3 separate regions of the Hordeum vulgare genome follow, and all the other regions are linked to region 2. A link is a contact called in public Hi-C data. All regions are on one chromosome and are shown on one strand. The core of a region is the stretch at or near the end of the contact, and the rest is flanking DNA. Distances in the headings are between cores, read along the strand shown.

Evidence for each region. Hi-C and Micro-C count contacts between places; a contact is called where the count stands out from the background.
Region 1: a contact with region 2 is called in a Hi-C map of leaf, with 5 times the contacts expected there. The contact joins two enhancer-like sites. A contact is called at or near these places in 2 of 6 Hi-C or Micro-C datasets (leaf and seedling).
Region 3: a Hi-C map of leaf shows a contact between it and region 2, with 3 times the contacts expected there. The contact joins two enhancer-like sites. A contact is called at or near these places in 2 of 6 Hi-C or Micro-C datasets (leaf and seedling).

What each region holds. Positions count from the first base shown.
Region 1 is chr2H:31,234,054-31,236,753 of MorexV3_pseudomolecules_assembly, reverse strand. No RefSeq gene overlaps it. Among protein-coding and RNA genes, the nearest start is that of LOC123424640, 17 kb to the left of the region's middle. Within about 2 kb of position 1,388, at least 2 of the 3 cell types and tissues checked have open chromatin away from gene starts, as enhancers often do. A contact at or near this core is called in leaf, where this site is marked.
Region 2 is chr2H:31,004,354-31,007,053 of MorexV3_pseudomolecules_assembly, reverse strand. No RefSeq gene overlaps it. Among protein-coding and RNA genes, the nearest start is that of LOC123424639, 34 kb to the right of the region's middle. Within about 2 kb of position 1,448, at least 3 of the 3 cell types and tissues checked have open chromatin away from gene starts, as enhancers often do. A contact at or near this core is called in leaf and seedling, where this site is marked.
Region 3 is chr2H:31,176,126-31,178,825 of MorexV3_pseudomolecules_assembly, reverse strand. No RefSeq gene overlaps it. Among protein-coding and RNA genes, the nearest start is that of LOC123424640, 75 kb to the left of the region's middle. Within about 2 kb of position 1,290, at least 3 of the 3 cell types and tissues checked have open chromatin away from gene starts, as enhancers often do. A contact at or near this core is called in leaf and seedling, where this site is marked.

The sequences.
Region 1 (2,700 bases), core at 139-2,638, 230 kb before region 2:
TATATTGTTGATGGTTTCTTTATATATAAAACGGGGCGAAAGCCTTTTTCGGTAAATGGGTTGGCTCGAAGACTCGAAGTAATGCCCGTGCGAAAGGAGGGTGTCCGCTGGCGATGCTCATATTGCGCAACCATGATGTGAAGCATACACGAATGGTAAGGGGTAATAGCTATGTTGATCGTAGAGATTTGATAGATGAAGACTTAAAGAGTGATGACGAAAAATGTCTTTTTCTGTCTGGAACAAAGATATTCTAATGTTAATGCTAGAAACCCTTTTAGTTTGATATCCAGGGCCGTTTGTGGCTTTTGGAGCCCTCAGACTGTGTAAACTCTATGTTCATTGATTAATATAAAGCTTGGGTGTTTCTTTCTCTCCAGGAGAAAAAAGGTAGGCATTCCAAAATACTGCATGCTAGCTGCAGTCACAGCTCGCCTACAATGTTTTGTAAACAGCCTAGTTCGATTTGGCCCAATAACCAGTGTTTGTACAAAAAACCATAGTGAAACAATGTTCATGTGTTACATAAAAATGTTGCACATCCATAAAAAATCTCCAAGATCTTTGAAAAAATGTTGCACATTGTGTATTTTTTAAAAGGTACATGTATCTTGCAAAAGTTATAATTTGAAAATATATCTTCATATTAAGTAGATGTTGATGTTTTGATTTTTTTTACATGTATACATTTTTTCAAAGATGAAATAAAAGGCATGTATTTATATTAGATGTCCTTGTATAAGAAAAGAATGTTCATATGTCTCAATGTAGATGTTCATTCTGAACAAAAACATGATTCTCAAAATAGTTGGTCATGTATCTTCTAAAAAGATATTCATGCGTTGCATGAAAAATAAAATAATAAAAAATAAAAAGAACAGGAAACTGTAAAATAACAAAGGAATAAATACATATTTAGAACATTTAAAAATATTTGTGAATTATTAAACGTAAAAGAAAAAATGAAGGAAATCAGAAAAAGAGAAATGAACCGTACTACACGAAACTTAATGGCTGTGCTATAACTATAAGGGCCAGTAGGCCTTAAAAGCTGAACCGTACAAAGCACTCTGTGAACATGGGAGGCAAAAACTGAAATTTTGGATCCGTACAAAATAAATAATACTGGTAGATAGCAGTATTCCTACCTAAGTACACCTCAAAAGTGACGATTGTATAAATGTTCAGACACAGACAGGAATTTAAATGACAAATAAAGCTCTTTGGACTTGCTTCTATGAGAGGAGATATTTTTTCGTATCCTCATCTCTTGCTAAGGACGAATCTGCTATGAAATTGTCACCCCGGCCGCTTACCAAACCATGGACCAGCACTGAACGACCTCTCCCCTTTTCCACACGGCCTTTGGTGCTGGATCTTGTGGCCAAGAATAGACATCTCCTGTCGACTATTCCCAGCAGATCATTGCACAATCTCCTTGCAATGTACACTGTGTTGTACTTTTTTCTTGGAGGCATTCCGCTAGATATATATGGCCTCGTCGGCAATGTCTGATTTGGAGCCATCGGTGTCAATGGATCGGACAAGGGCAGCTTTTTTTTTTTTGGAAAAGGAGGATAACCCCCGGTCTCTGCATCCGGAAGATGCATGCGATCATTTTATTGATTATTTTCGAGGACCTTACAAAGTAGTGCAACAATATGCCTGAATCCGCCATCTTGACAACATCTGCCGTTACTCCTATCCATATGATGAAGGGGTGCAAGCTGAGCCAAATACCCAGACTTCTCACCTAGGCCTAACATCTAAAACCGAAGGCCCCGACCGAGCCACATACCGGGTCAGGGGCACAAACCGGTCTGACGCACACACATGTGTCACCGCCACCATCTTCCACTGGTAAATCTTCAAAGCAGATTGAGGTGCCAGCCTTGGCAGGTGCCTCCGCCATCGACGCCACCATGACGCCAGACGACGACCTCCACCTACGCGAGTCCATCTCCAAGCAACGGACCGAGATCCATGCTAGGATAGGGCCGCACCACCGCCGTCGCCCACCACCCACAAGCGCCACCCAACCCCAGGGTTCCCAAAGCAGCGCCTTCAAGAAGGGAACGACGCAGTGAGCGTTGCCGCCGCCCAACAAAGTTAGGGCTTTCGCCCAGGAGACCTAGGGGAAGGGGAAGTGAGGGGATCACCATACCGACGCCTCCAAGGAGGGGAACGACGCCCTCAGGCGTCGCCGTCGACGCGGCCGGCCATGGTCAGCCAGGGATTTCGCCCGAACTAGATCCCCGCCACCAGCAGTGCCTCATGTACAGAACCGGCGACCCAAGGAAGCGCGGTCCGACCAGGCTAGACCGCACGCCAAACATGGGAGGAGGGGATGCGCCAGATCGCGCGCACCGGCAACCGCAGAAGCCGCCGCCGGCCGCCAACGACCACCGGATCCCGCCGCCCGCACGGCCCGGACTCCAGATCCACCGCCCCCACGGCTGCTAGCTTGTCGTGCCTCATCCATGGAGCCGCCGCTCCAGATCCGGAGTTCCCCACGCAGACGCAGGGCAGCCAAGCCAAGGCCCCGCCGCCACGATCCTTGGCGCCCCGGTCTTGCCCGGTGGCTGCCTCACGTGGCGGCGAGGAAGGGAGGGGGAGGGAGTGGGGCGGCTAGGGTTGGGAGGGGTAGGGAATGGAGGGGGAGTTTCTAAAAAAGGGAGAGATTTTCACTTCCCGGCCTCG
Region 2 (2,700 bases), core at 199-2,698:
TGCATGGATGCACTTGCAGATCGGAGTCGATCGTATAGCTAGGGCCAACGCAGATCCGTTACATCTCTCTAGCTAGCTCGATCGATCGTACGTATACGTTGCTCCACTGTTCGTGAAAATATATATATATAGTGGTCGAAATGTACGTAGCTCCACTCCTCCTGATCGTGAGAGTGAGACGAGGCCGGTCGTCAGTGCTAGCTCCACACTGTTGGTGTGGATATATAGTAAGACGTCCAGCCGATCCCTGGCCTGCTGGTGGCTAGTTTTCTACGCAGCCATTATCGGGCAGCCAGATGCATCAGCATGTGTATGCGCCGTGCAAATGCATGGCCCTGTCTCCCTACGCGCAGTGGTAAGCACACCACATGCACGGTGCATGCACGCACGCTAGCGCCATGTGGTTAATTAATCGGGGAACTGTTCAAAAGCAAGCCATCATTGGCCGCTAAACATACGAGCAGCATGGCCGTGTCACGTCGCCGCTCATGCTCATGTCGATCTATCGTGCATCTATGGATGCACTTATCCGACTGACTGACTGACGAGCCAATGCAGGCAGGCAGGCAAGCACCACTGTTTATCAGCTCCAAGGCTCGTTATTCCTCCATCTTTTCCGCCATCGACGGATGCTCGATGTGCGTCTCGTTCGTCGCCCACTCAAGGGCCGGCCGGCCGGCCGGGGCACGCAGACATATCCATCCATGCGGATTCAGGGAGGGGATCTCTGAAGGGTTTGTGGTTGTTGTTGGATAGTCCTTGTTCTTGCTTGGGCAATCATGGGGTGTCCTTGTTTGAAAAACTCATGCGTGTCCTGCATGCGCGCGCGTGATTGCGAAATTTGGATGGGTTTGCTTGTTCCGTTCGCGCGGCCGGAGGAGCACAGTTCCGCGCCGATGTGCATGCATGCATGGCATGTGGTACTCGCAGCACTGCGTGAAGGAAACCAGGCGTTGCCGGACGGTCGGACTCGGACTCGGACGGGCCATGGCACTCTCAGGTTTCAGCTGGCTGGCAGCCGGTACTCAAGAGTGCCTGAACCAAATGAACATCATGCTCGAAAAACACATGAGATGCGAGCCAATGCAACGACGCGCTCCAGCAATGGAGATTCAGAAGGCGAAAATATCTGCACGAACGTCGACGGGTTCAGCTAGCTGCAGCCGGTGGATCGACGTGGAGTCGAGCTACAAGCAGATCGCGGCAGAGATGCAGGCATGCAGATGTGATTGCAGCCAGCAATGGCCGCCTCGAGTTCAGCGTACGTCAAAAGATACGCTGGGACAATGAATGCCGGAGCGCAGGCGGGCGGGCCGACGGATGGATGGATGGATGGATGACTGCTCCGACGGCTTTGGAGGATCCGCCGTCCCTCTCTCACGTGCCAGCCGAGTGACGACGCACCCCCTTGAGCTGACCTCACCCCGCACCCAGATCCCCATGCCATGCTGGTGCTGCTGTGGTGTGGTGACTCCTCCACCATCATCACCGCCCTGCGCCACCGCAGCACGCCCTCATCATGCTGCCTCGCCACCTTTGGTTTCATCTCTTCAATCAACCAACCTGTGTTTCACAAGCAGATTCGCCCCTCATCACCCCAAACATCAGCGTTACTTACTCATTAATCCCTTCTGTACGTGCCAAAGTGCACGAGCCGTATGATTCAGAACTTTGGCACATGGGCGATGGGCGCTCCCCGGAGACAGATAAGGGGACGACAACGGCCGGCCCTAATCACGTACGAATCATATAGATTAGTAATCACATTAAGCAGAGCGCAGTAGTACGACCGGTACTCACTATATTCTCCCGGGGATTAATCATGCAGAGAGAAAAATCATGTGCGGCGCTGATATATATTCCCTGACCGGAATGCCGTTGGGGAGACAGTTGTGCAGCACATGAATGGAAGATGATTAATACTACAGCGTATATACGTAGAATAATACAGATCGAGTACCTGTCCACGTACGTACCCGCTCCCTAATTAAGCATGACTTTGAGGGAGGCGGTTGTGTCCTCGCACTACTAATTTCAGGACGCAGCCAGTTTGGCCGTCAACGTTAACCAGCTCAGGGGGAACATGTCCTGCGTTGTAGCAGCTATAGATCGAGCAGGTATTTAGTTCCGATTGATTGTGCCGATCTAACCCTGATTCCTCCGTATAAGTACCACTCATAATGATGATGTACTAAACATGTCTTAATGACTACTGTATTGGCTAGTGAGTGGTAGCTCTAGGACATGTGCACCTATACTGGAGCACTACTGTATACAACTTTGAATTGTATTGTACTCGCACCTGCCCGGTCGTTTGAACGGATTGAACAGTGAAGGTAACTGAAGACTGGCCATCTGATCCCGTCGTTGATCTAGCGTTTCGGTACCATGTGCATCCTTCTCTTTTAAGAAGATTCGAGTAAAAGGATTTTTGGTTTTTATCTTTTATCTTTTTCTTTTTGTGCTCTAAGAGCAACTTTAACCGGACGATTCATTTCGTCCATGCGCCTCTCTTTGGATCGTCGTGGATAAAAAACACCGACCAACGCGCCAACTTACCTTTTCGTCCGTCCGTAACCCATTTCAGGCTCAAATTTGTATCGGATTTGCGTCAGCGTGGAAATAGGACCGTCGCGCGCGACGCCCGCTCTTCTCTTCTTCCTGGCCCGCAAGTCGGCGGCACGAAGGCAATTCTCCTCT
Region 3 (2,700 bases), core at 41-2,540, 170 kb before region 2:
CATGTTTCCGGAGTACTTAACACATGCGGCTCTCTAAAGGAATTCAAGACCGAATTTGTTGAATGGTTAGCGCTGACATCAGTTACAACATGTAATTGCCTTGCAAAGTTTCACAGAGAACAAGCTATGTGGGAATTTCTTCCAATAGCAACAACCTCCGAACAAGCAAAACTATACTATGTAAATAACTTTCAGAACCACAATTCTCTATTTTCTTTCTATTTTTATCTTTCCCTGTATTGGATTTCCATGTACCGAACACACTCCTTTATCAATGAAAGCAACGCCTAATTGCCTTCATATCAAAAAAAAACATTGTGTACACGTACGAGGCGATGTATAGTAGGAATAGGAAAAAAAATGTTGTTCGAAGGTGTGTGCAAGTGTATGGTTTTCTAGAATTATTTTCTTGACGTAAGTTACTATATTCTCAATATATATCACATTTTTAATTATCTAAAAACTAAAAATCACTACCTGAGTTGTAGTAATGAAAGTGATTAAAATCCCTTGCTAATTAAAAGTGTGGTTTCTTTTAGTTTACCACAGTAGTTTTTGGAGAATGATCATGCATGTTTCTAATATATTCGTTGTAATAAGTACTCCCTCCGTCCCAAAATTCTTGTCTGATATTTGTTTAGATACGAATGTATCTAGTCAAATTTAGTACTTAGATACATCCATTTTTAGACAAAGCTAAGACAAGAATTTTGGGACGGAGGGAGCACTAACTTGACTGACGAAGGTTAACTTTATGTCGTAATATATCTACTCTACCAATTTATACGTAAACTATTTCATTTATGACCAACTCGTCGCCAAGGGATTGACCATCATAGAAGACAATGTTAAAAAGAGAAGACAACAAGAATGAATCGCTATAGGCATCAAATATATTTTTCTCCTAATGCTCGGGCATATTTGTTAGTATATAACAAAACCGAGCTCAAAACAAAAACATTACGACGTCGGGCTACACATGCAGGCAGCTGATCCAATAGTCCAATAATACACACACACCGGAGAATGGAAGAGAACAAGGCATGTCGCGTTGGAGGACATCCGCTCTGCTGCACCTGCCTGCATGCTGCCAACGACCGGTTGATTGATTATCGACTGATTCAAACCGATGGGAACTGCACTCCAATCGGCTAGCAACTCCACGGATCCGTCGCCGTCCTCCAGCTGCACGCATTATTTTGCATGATTGATCGAGCCCCCACCGGCCGGCACGCATGCTAGCTGGATGCACAACACGATAATGCATGGTCGATCAGATCTAAGCCAAGCCACCCCTGCAACGCCAGTCGCCAGCACCAACCAAAAACGACCAGCGACGGCGACCGCTCGACGTACGTAGTGCCGTCGATCTACCGACTACCGGCCGGTTGCAGGAACGGAAATGGCAAACCTAACGCTAACATGAAGCACATGGGTGGTGCCTGGGGTTTGTCCGGCCGGCACCATCAGATGCGACGGTTACAAGCTACAACAAACAAAACGGGAACTGGTCACTCATCAACGGAGGAGGCCACGGCTCCAGTGCACAGGAACAGTACGCCTGGGCCCTTCTCCGTTAACCGCTGCTTGCTGCTGGAGCCCGCTGGACCGGGGCGCCGGCGCCGCCGCTGGCCCCCCTGAGCGTTGAGTGTACGCGCGTACGCGCGCGGGGCCATCGTGTGGCCTCACATCAATTGTTCCTCTTCGCCCGGGCCGGGAAGCTCGCTGGGAGCTTGCCCTTGCTCTGTCTGACCACTCCGCAGCATACACGGCATGTGCTCCTGCCCTTCAGTACTTGCTCCCTGATTTCTGAATTATGGCTAGTAGGAGTACTACATAAACCATGCAAGTTCTAGAAAAAACATAAAGCATGTTGTATTTCCTCCATCCCAAAATTCTTGTCTTAGGTTTCTCTAGAAATGAATGTATCAAAATACTAAAACGTGACTAGATACATTCATATCTAAACAAATCTAAGACAAATTTTTTAAGACGAAGGGAGTATTACAAATTTACAATCAACTCCCTCTCTCTCTAGATTGCTAATCACGTATGCCATCTGGAATAGAGGTTATAATGTTTCTTGAAACCTGACAGGAGAGTTGCGTTGTACAAGCTATGAAAAGAACAAATTCAGCAATAAATAGAGATATTTATTGTTGGGCAACTATTCAATGCCGATTTTGGAAGAAAACAAACGTACGTTGTAAGTGATAATGTGACTGAACTTGCGAAATTTACATCCCGTATTATTTAGAGATTTTTACAAAAAATTCAAAATTATCGTTTCGGCGTGGTTCTCACTAGTTTCCACCAAAATTTGGTTTCCAAGAGATATTCTTTTCAATCGGATTATATAGGGATTTGCCGGAATTAACTTCGACACATGCGATAAAAAAATCCCATGTAGTGACCAAATTGACCCATTGATACAATGACTAATTCAAAATCATGGGGCAAACTCTTAAATTGTATACCTCAATTGAATGTGAGAGCTTCAAGAGCTTACAGTGAATTAAGGGGTTTATACAAGGACTATGTACAAAGGTAAACTACAAACCAAGAAAATGAACCTTTAAAAAAACCAATTTGACTTCATTAGTGATAAACTAATAAATGTACATAGAACGAAGAATTAAACATACACTCCATGATAAAATTAAAACTTACATGAAAGACCATCAAAGTCATCATTTCTAT